Regions from separate parts of the Mus musculus genome. Here region 2 is linked to region 1. Evidence: chromatin contacts called from public Hi-C data. All regions are on one chromosome and are shown on one strand. The core of a region is the stretch at or near the end of the contact, and the rest is flanking DNA. Distances in the headings are between cores, read along the strand shown.

Region 1 (4,957 bases), core at 1,402-3,901:
CTTGCTGGGCTAGCCTGGGCTGTGGGGCATCTGAACATGACTTCTGTTGTAGAGAGGGAGAGAAGCTGACAGAAACTCACAGCCCCATCGATTCACATAACCTCATGTTCACCTTGTCAGGGAGATGAAAGTTCGATGTAAAAATCCCATTACCTAGGAGCAAAGATTGGGGCCACCCTATGGGCCTGCTCGTGTTCGCTTGGCCCTCTGCGTGGTGTAGGGGTCCTGTAAGGTCAGGATAGCCTTTCTTGGGGTTTCTGAACACCAGGATACCACTCTCAGTGCGGTCCCATTTTTTACACAGGCTGCTTTTAGAAATGGGAGATAAGAGTAAACTAAACTGACACCACAGTGAGTCAGGTGGTGTGAGGTGCACAGCTGTGATCTTAGCTCCTGGGAAGCTGCCACCCGAAGAGTTCAGGTGTGAGCCCAGCCTGGCTGCCATGTCGAGACCATATTTCAAAGAACAAGATCAAAAAAAAAGCTTACTTCAGAAACTAAAATGAAACCCACCAAAGATGATGAACAGAGCATCAGGCCTGCAGTGAGACTACAACTCAGGGCCGAGGAGAAGAGAAACATCACAGGCTGCTGACTCTATTCACTGCAAAGTGTCCTGAGGGCTCCCCTGGCCTGGACTGTGGGCATCAGCAATCTCACCCTGGCTCTGGAACGTGAATCTTTGTGTAAGGCATGGGTGAGCAGCATGTGGCCCCTGACCCCATGCTAGACACCCCATTAGCCCCCCCACCAGCCCAGTACACCGAGGGCAATCCAGGTGCAGGCGTCATGTGAAGTGCGTTTGCAGTATAGTGGGTCCCAAGTTTACAAGGACAGCCAACTCAGTGATTGACAGACTGGCAGTGAGTGTCTCCTCCAGCAGCCCAGTAGGGCAGATAAAAGGCAGAATGAGTGGAAAAAAGAAGTCTTTCTTCTATGCTGGAAGTGCCTTCCTTAGATAACCGGCTTCCTTGGCTGAGCAGGTGGCACACACCTTTGATCCCAGCACTCAGGGGGCAGTGGTAGTCAGATCTCGGAGTTTGAGGCCAGCCTGGTCTATACAGAGTTCCAGAACTACATAGAGACCCTGTCTTTAAAAAAAAAAAAAATCTTCCTTATACTTTCTTACCTTATCATCGACTTTCAACTAAGTGCCTAGGCACACACTTCTACTTAAATATTAAGAAGGCCAAGAGAAGATGGGGCAGCCAGCCAGGGACCTTAGGGCCATGGGATTGAATGAGTCACTGGGTGTTTTTTGCTTTATATATCCCAAGATAGGCTTAAAGGAGCTGATAACAAGGGATTCTGAGACAGGAACAAATCCCCAAGAACCTGTTGTTTCTGCTCAGAGGACCCAGGGGGAGGATGGTCTACCAAGAAGCCTTCCTGGCAGTAACTCAAAACAGAGCTATGCTTCCTGCCAGGAAAGGGTGAATGGACAGTCTTTCATCTTTGCCCAGGAGTGACAATCTGCAGGACCACCTGAGAGCACACAGGGAGCCTAGACCTAAGGCAGACCTGAGGCAGGCTGTCTGAAGGGGTCTGAACACCTACCTGTCTCACGGCGGCGAGGCAACTGCCCCATAGGCATCGGACGATCAGTATGGGGACTTGGCCATTGGATGCAGACTACGGGGCCTTACCTCACAACGCAGTACTATAGGCCTGGTGCAAGGAGATGTAATGAAGGTGTCGGAGCATTCTGGATGTAACAGAACAGTCTGGACTTATGTTTGGTGGCAGTGTGCAGATGACAAGTCCAGATTAACATGACATTTGACATTTTAAAGTGGACTTCAGAAAAATGTTCCTGGTAGAAATTATGAAGACACCATAAAAGCAACAAAGTCAGTGCTCATGAGTAGATACAGAACATAGAACTGTTCCGAAAATTAAAACCAAAAACCAGTGAACGGCCTTAAAGCAAAGTGGTCTAGTGTTGGCAAGTGAGCACAGCCTTTAGAGAACAAAGGGGGTGACTTGGGAGCAGGGACAAAAGATGTGACAGTCATAGGATCACAGTTAGAACCAAAACAGGGCTAAAAAGTCCCAAGCTGGTACCATGTTCCTGTAGGTTGAAGCTGACCAGACCTCGGGCAGATGCTCATCATGGGCCATCTTCCAACCACCAAAGCCAGTTTCCTCACGAGGATCCTTGGGCAGACACTGGCAAAGGCCCAGAATCCTCACCTCAGAATCCTGTGATGGAAATCTCCAGGAAGTGCTGGGAGGACACTGGGGTGAATTTAAAATGAATCTACTACCACAGAAAGCACGACAGTGGGTCCTCAGTGTTACAGTGCCACTGCTGAGTATGTTAAACAGAACACACAGCACCGGCACGCGGCAAGGCTGGGAGACAGACGCGCACATCCACATTAACGGTGTGATCCCACAGCAGGCAAGGGAAGAAGCTGAAGCGTCACTAGGTAAACTCGAGACTCTCCTCATGCAGAGGATGTTGTCGAGACAGAAGGGGATCCTGGCACAAGCTTCACCCGGCTGAGCAGGAGGACAGGATACCAAGTGAAGTAGGACAGTGTCGTCAGAAGAAAGCAAAATAAAGCCCAAATTAAAAGGCCATAACACGGTAGAGCACAGTGAGTGGAAAACACAAACACCAGAGCAGTATCCTAGCAACACTGGCTGCTGCTTTGGAAACAGGCCCCAGGCCAGGCTGCTAGTATCAGCAGCAATCAGCTGCCACCAGGTCTATACAGGCTGAGCGTCCTGTATCTAAAATGGGGCCAAGGTGTTGGCCTTCCAGATTGTCTCATTATATACACTTAGATAATGAAGTACTTGAGGCTAGGTCCAAAATCTAGAAACAAATTAATCTTATGCCTAACGTGCACCTTTCACAATTGCTACTGCACCGTGTTCTGACTGTGACCTGTTCTATTTGTAGTGATAATCAAAATTGTTTAGATTTGGAGAATTTCAAATTTTCACATTATGGATGCTAAACTTGTAGGAGGCACAACTACATAAATCTGACAACATGAGCGAAATGAACGTCTAACTCACTTGATATAAAATAACCCAAATAACCCTTAAGGAAGTTCCTAAATTACCCCAAATGTACATGTAGGAACATGTAGAAATGCTATAGAACTTTTGCTAACACTTAAAGAATTAACAGGGTTCTATACTGCTGGCCTTTCTGGGAAGTGTAACATCACCCAGGGATCCTGGGCTGCAAGGGGAACCCCATGAGCAGGCTCGATGGGAAGGATGTTTGCTGCCAAGTTTGGTGATCTTCATTTGATTCCTGTGACCCCAATGGTGGCCTGTCTCCTGCCACACTCTGAGCCTGACATTCTTGTCCCCCAGCCTGGGCCTCCAAGCACATTCTGTCCTTTCCTACCTGAACCCCAGCACCTGACATTATTAGCTCACGGACTGTCAAGCTCAGCCTGTCGGTCGCTCTCAGACACTGGATCTTTTCTCTTTACAGCATTTATGCTCATATGCATTTTCTATTTTCATGGGTGGGGGGCAACTGTCCAGTCTGAAGTTATTAAGTAAACTTGGCCATGTAAACTCACCCTAGTACTTCTGCAACCTTAATTACCACTTCTAAGAGGCTGGTGATATATGACCAAGGTCAGGATCTCATTGCATAGCCACAACTGAATCATGGATGTGTGTACTTTTAATGTGTGTACGTGTCTGTGCTAGGGTCCATGCATGGGACTGTGGATGCTCCTGTAGCTGGAGTTACCAGTTGTGAGCAGTATGTGCTTTTAATTTACACTTCCAACCCTGTGCATTTTAGACAAGGACAGTAAATCTACTGGCTTTACTATTGGCACCTTTACTCAAACTGGGCCATAAAACTGGTCAAGGGAGTAAACTCGGAACTGTCCCCTGAAGCATCTTTCCTTGTTTCTGGTTGGAAAGCCGTGGTCGGGGGTAGCTCTTAGAGAAAACCGCAGATTACTTCCTATGCACTAGACAGGGGAGAATGAAGCCCGGCAGGCTGTTAAGTCGGATGAGGTGTTGGTAGTCTCCGGCTCTTCCAGCCCTCCGTTTATTCATGGTGACCCTTCCCACACATGGCACTGAGTCTTCAGCGCGTGCTTTGCAGAGGACACTGCCACACCGCAGTACAGCAAGCAGTTACTCTGGACACTTTTCCTAGCTGGAGCTTAGCGTGCCTCTCCTCCCCAGAGCTTGTCCCACTGTGAGCTCATCACAGATGAGGGGATCCTGCACCTGAGCAGCAGCACCTGTGGGCACGAGAGACTCCGGGTGCTGGAGCTGGACAACTGCCTTCTTGTCACGGACGCCTCGCTGGAGCACCTGGAGAACTGCCGAGGCCTGGAGCGACTGGAGCTTTACGACTGCCAGCAGGTCACCCGTGCAGGCATCAAGCGCATGCGGGTAGGTGTTAGTCCCTCCTAGGCTCTCCTTGGCAGCTGGGAGATGGAGACCCAGAAATCCACATCCAGGCTTGTGAGTGGGCTCAGCAGGTTAATGGTGCTTGATACCAAGCCTGTCTTCCTGATTTCATGGCCAAGAACATGGTACAAAGTAACAGAACCAACTCAGTGTTGTTTTCTGACCTCCACATACATGCTGTGGCATACACAGTATACTAAACCCAATACCCAGTTCTCCAGTCTGGTGTATTTATACAAACTGTGATTACAGAAGTGCCACCATAGGCTCCTTCAGACATGTACCCTTAGATCATTGCCACTAGAGAGAAGTGTTTCCAATTGTCTTTAGAGGGTGATTTGGGGCCCAGGGCTAGAGGGGTTTTAACAGGGACAGTTCTAGCTTACAGCATGCTCCCTGCCTAATTAATGCAATCAATTGTAAACGGACTAGAGGTTTTCAAAGGTTATACAAGAATCGCAATCCCAGGGCAGACGACTCCTTTTCCATTTCCTTCTAGGCTCAGCTTCCTCATGTCAAAGTCCATGCCTACTTTGCTCCAGTCACCCCT
Region 2 (4,957 bases), core at 1,003-3,502, 390 kb before region 1:
ACTGGATCCTATTACAGATGGTTGTGAGCCACCATGTGGTTGCTGGGAATTGAACTCATGACCTCTGGAAGAGAAGTCAGTGCTCTTAACCGCTGAGCCATCTCTCCAGCCCTTATCCTATATTCTTAAGTATGTCGTAAAGTGAAGTCGCATCGTCATGAGGGACAGGAGATTAACCATGATTGAACTGACACTATCCAGAGTAGGAGACACTGGTCCTCATTCTAGCTGCCTGGAAGCCAGTCTTCTGCTAGCAGCCTTCAGATGAAGATGGAGAACTCTCGGCTCCTCCTGCACCATGCCTGCCTGGATGCTACCATGTTCCCACCTTGGTGATAGTGGACTGAACCTCCGAGCCTGTAAGCCAGGCCCAATTAAATGTTGTTCTTACAAGAGTTGCCTTGGTCACGGTGTCTGTTCACAGCAGTAAAACCCTAACTAAGACACTCATACACAATTTTTTTTTCAAACGGTAGGTAGCACATGAGGAATGTCGCCCTAACTTGTCCTCTGGTCCCCATGCACACAGGTCTCCATCCACGAACAAATATACATGCATACACAGAGAAGCACAGAAGACCAGGTAACTAACACCCTGGCTTACTTAGCCTGGAGGATATGCTGCTGGCATCTCTGACCCTCCTTCTCTCCCCCCCCCCCAGAACCCCACCCTCAGCTTCAGGAGCCACCTTGTGTACACTTCTGCAGTGCTGCTGGAGAGGTGGTCAGGAGCTGATGTCCAGAAGCACCCAGCGCTCCAGGGTTCTCCTGCCGCCACCACCCTCCATCCTTGTCACGTTTTTGGAAAACCTATGCCTAGGTTCTCTTTGCCCTCCTTACACAGCCTTTAAAAATAGTCATTAAAAAAAAAAAGACATGCAGACATGCCAGAAATAACCAGTGGCTCAATGAACCTCTGAACAAATATGGTCAGTACAGAGATGGCCTGGAACAGATATTTGCTTGGTAACAGCTATTCACTCAGTGCCCTACAGAGGGAGTGTCTTGTGGCTATGGCTGATCAGACCAGAGGAATTAAAAAGAAAGGCTAGAGAGAGCCAGACATGGTGGAACCCCGGAACGTGAGAGGGGCAGGCTGGGGTGTCTGCAGTTCAAGGACTTCCTCAGCTGCCTAATGAGTTCGAGGCCAGTTTGCGCAGCAGGAGAGATTATCCCCCAAACAAACAAAAGCCCTTGGGAAACATGACAAACAAGACTACTACTTCACTTAAACACGATGGTCTTCTCTCAGAAGCTGTATCTGTCTTCAGGTCATCATCTTCGGGATATAGTTCATCACTGTTCAGACCCGGTATGTCTCACAACTGTTTGTACAATCAACTTATACACCATGCATTCACTACAGCTACTCCAAATTAAAAAGGCCAGAGTAGGAGAAGCTGCAGTGTTTGGCCAGGACTATTTCAGAACACATTTCCGGGAAGCTGATTCTCATCTCACAACAGTAAAAATGTATGCTGGCAAAAATGTCAATCTAGATTTCATACATACCTTTTAAAAGAGTCAGGTTTTAATCAAGTTATTTTCTGTGACGAGTTCTCTCGGATGCTTTGGGCACCCCTTCATCTAATGAAAAGAAACACATTTTAAGCATCACACACCACTTCCTATTGCTCTAATACTTCAATTAGGAAACTAAGCTGTATCTCCCTTACCTTGGTATCTTTTTGCAACTGCTTTGATGATGTTAAGAATGATGACGCCATGGTCCCTGTGAAAGGGTTCATGTGCATATAATCCGATGTCACTTAGGTGTCACCAGTACCTTCCAAACAGCACAAAAGGCCTTGCATATTTTTCTGCAAACCCCGCTGTGTAAGAACCCACCCAAACTGGGACTGAGGAACCAGAACGCACGCAGCCTTCAGCCAAGCTGCCCAGTCCCAATCTCCCCAGGGCCTAGGCTCCAATCCTGAAATCTCTTTTGCTGCTGCGCACTTCTCCCAGGTAGTTTACACCGGTACCCTAAGCTCAAGTGCGGAGGGCTGCTCCGCAGAACCGGAGCATCTAAATTTACTCTGTAACCCCACATTTTGCTTGGTCACCAGGTCGCCTAAAAGAGTAACCTACAGCGCAAAGAGAACCCTCAGCTTTCCGCGCAGGTCCCTTTATAGTTTAGGGTGCAGTCAGAGCGAGGCTGTCCTTCCTTCCTTCTGTTACGGATTGCACCCGAGAGCACGTGGGGGCGCGGCCGTTCCTGAAGCACCGCGTGGAAAAGCTGTGGGTCTTTTCTTCCCGGCCTTTCCGGGGGAGGTGCGCGCCGCCCGCCTGCCGCGTTCCTGTCCGTTGCTGCGCGCGCTCCCGCTGGCTCGCCGCCACCGGTTTCTTCCGAGTCTGGCAGGCAGCTTAGCCCTACGTGGAGTGGGAGTGGCGTCAAAATTCAAAGGAACTGCCGCAGTTGGAGGCGTTGTACCACCTGCTTCGAGACGGTTGGCGGCCTGGAGTGGCCTTGACCTCACCCCAAGTCTAACCCGGGTGGCAGCCGCTCTGCCGAAGGGACCTTGGAGGACAGAACTACACCGGTGAAACGGAAAAGCCACGCGTTTATCCTTCGTGCACTCTGGGGACGCCGCTGGTCTGCAGAGAGCCACGCTGTCCGGTGCTCCCTATCCAATGCCTGCTTGGGCGCCCAGCCAGGTCCAACCTCCAACCCAGCCCCACCCATCCCACTACCAGACTTTGGGGACAATTATACTGTCAGTATCCTCAGAAGTCATTCTGCTTCACAGAGGAGGCAGCAGGTCAAAAGCCACCAATTGGCCTTTATTTATTTTACGGCAAGATTGATTTATTTTGTGCTGGGATTTGAATTCAGGACCTTTGGGAGAGCAGTCAGTGCTCTTACCCGCTGAGCCATCTTACCAGCCCCACACCAAAGTCTTTGACCTTCCCGAAGCAATCAGTAAGAAACTTCCATCAACTCTGACCAGACAGAATTTCAGAATTACTGCAAACAGGGCTAGTGAGATGACTCACTGGATAAGGGTGCTTGCCATGAAAATGAGGCGAACTCAGTTCAATCCCTGAAACGCATGTAGAGATGGAAGGGAGAATACACTCCACAGAGCTGTCCTCTGATCACCATATGTGCACCGTGGCATGCAGGTCAACACACACATCATGCACACATGCAGTAGTAATGATAGTAAGTGAATAAAAGCCGTTTGGGTAAGAACATCACATAAGGTTTGCCATAGATAGAAGGTAGGGAATAGAATGACATATGGTAAAAGCTTGTCACAGAATCTGGTTAAGGACTGTGCCTCTGGGCTACATTTCAAGCCTGTGGTCTTAATTTGGTTCTCTTTACATCTATGTGCTCAGGTACACACGTGCATGCAGAGGCTGAAGGCCTTAGGTGTTATCCTCAGGAGCACCATTTATTCCCTTTGAGATAGGGCCTCTTACTGATCTGGAGCTCAGGAATCAGGCTAGACTGGCTGAGCACAAGTCTAGGAGATCTTTCTGTTTCTGCCTTCCAGCTCAGAAATTATAAGCATGGGCCAGCCACATTTAACATCATCTTTATGTGGCTATGGGAATCAATCTGGAGTCCCTGGGCTTGCAAAGCCAACGCTTTGTTGAGCCATCTCCATAGCCACAGTATTAGCTTTTTAAGGTCATTAGATGAATGCTTTCTTCAAAATGATTTCTAGTATGTATTTTTGATCTTACGTGTTAGCTTTCATCACAATAACAAGAGAATTCAGATCAGTGGTTCTCAACCTGTGAGTGGAGACGCCATTGACAAACCTATAGCTACAAAAATATTTACATTATGACGTATAACTAGGAAATTATGAATTAGCAGTGAAGATAATTTTATGGTTGGAGGAGCCCTACAACCTGAGGAACTGTATCAAAAGGCTGCAGAACGGGGAAGGGTGAGAACCTCTGATTTAGATAATCAACTTTTGTCAGAGAAAAATTTTGGTTGATGGTTTGAAGGTTCTAGCCCATAACTGGACTCTCCATTGCTTTGGGCCCATGGTAAGGCTGGAGGCTATTTTGGAAGTGCCTAGCAGAGCAAAAGCACTCACCTCATGGCCAGGAAATGAAAACAAAGAGAAAGAAACCAGAGCTCCAGAGTCTCCTTCAAGAGTGCGCCTCCACTGACCTGACCGCCTTGTCAGCTGCTTCTTAAAGTTTCTACCACAGGGCTGGCGAATGTTCACTGTCAACTTGGTAGGATATGGAATGACATAGATAGAGGATATAGATACAGGTGTATGTGTGAGATACAGGGAGGGTGTTTCCAGAGAAGTTGAACAGGGAGAGATCACCCCAAAAATGGATGGCATCATCTCCTGGGGCGTGGGAGTCCCAGACAGAATAACCCTGAAAACAAGGGAAAGCTAGCTGGGCATCAGTGTTCACTCCTGACTGTGGAGGCGATGTGACCAATTGCTTCTTACTTCTGCTGCCACAAAGTGAGCTATGTTTTGCCATCACCCTTTCTCCTAATTGGTAGATTGTACCCTCAAAACAGGAGCCAAAATAAATGCTTCCTTAAGTTGCTTTTCCTGGGTACTTTGTGATATTAATTAATTAATTAATTTTAGAATTCATAAAGATTTTTATTCACTTATTTTTTAAAACTTCAATTTTCCCTGGATTTAGAATAAGTTTTTTTATTTATCTTTTTTCCCTTTTTCCAATTTTTATTAGGTATTTTCTTCATTTACATTTCAAATGCTATCCTGAAAGTCCCCTATACCCTCCCCCCACCCCGTCATAGTAATTTCATGGAGATCTGAGCTAACTAGTGTCTCAAAATTACTGTGACTCCAGCCTCATAACCATGTCATCAAAGCCTGCTGTTGCTGACGTCATGGTAGGCAGTGATGATGTAGAGCAGGAACAGAAAAGAGGCAGAGTGGACCCTGGCAGGGAAGAGAATGGCGGCCCCAGTGACTCACAGAACTCTGAGATCAAG

What was found. A called contact is a pair of places that touch in the nucleus more often than the background predicts.
Region 2: a Hi-C map of cortical neurons shows a contact between it and region 1, with 2.9 times the contacts expected there. The contact joins the promoter of 4930520O04Rik here to the enhancer-like site in region 1. A contact is called at or near these places in 1 of 15 datasets of contacts at CTCF or cohesin (pro-B cells), 12 of 484 Hi-C or Micro-C datasets (the Ba/F3 cell line, the G1E-ER4 cell line, adipose-derived mesenchymal stem cells and 6 more), 1 of 115 datasets of contacts at active chromatin or transcription factors (kidney) and 1 of 9 other capture datasets (liver).

What each region holds. Positions count from the first base shown.
Region 1 is chr9:113,978,890-113,983,846 of GRCm38.p6, reverse strand. It overlaps Fbxl2 (F-box and leucine-rich repeat protein 2), which reads left to right. Exons shown (of 15, transcript NM_178624.6): 14 at 4,177-4,389; 15 at 4,907-4,957. Among named protein-coding and RNA genes, the nearest start is that of Fbxl2, 45 kb to the left of the region's middle. Within about 2 kb of position 2,651, at least 84 of the 459 cell types and tissues checked have an H3K27ac peak or open chromatin away from gene starts, as enhancers often do. A contact at or near this core is called in cerebral cortex, cortical neurons and muscle stem cells, where this site is marked.
Region 2 is chr9:114,365,619-114,370,575 of GRCm38.p6, reverse strand. It overlaps 4930520O04Rik (RIKEN cDNA 4930520O04 gene), which reads right to left and starts at 2,252. Exons shown (of 3, transcript NR_040383.1): 1 at 2,092-2,252; 2 at 1,513-1,587.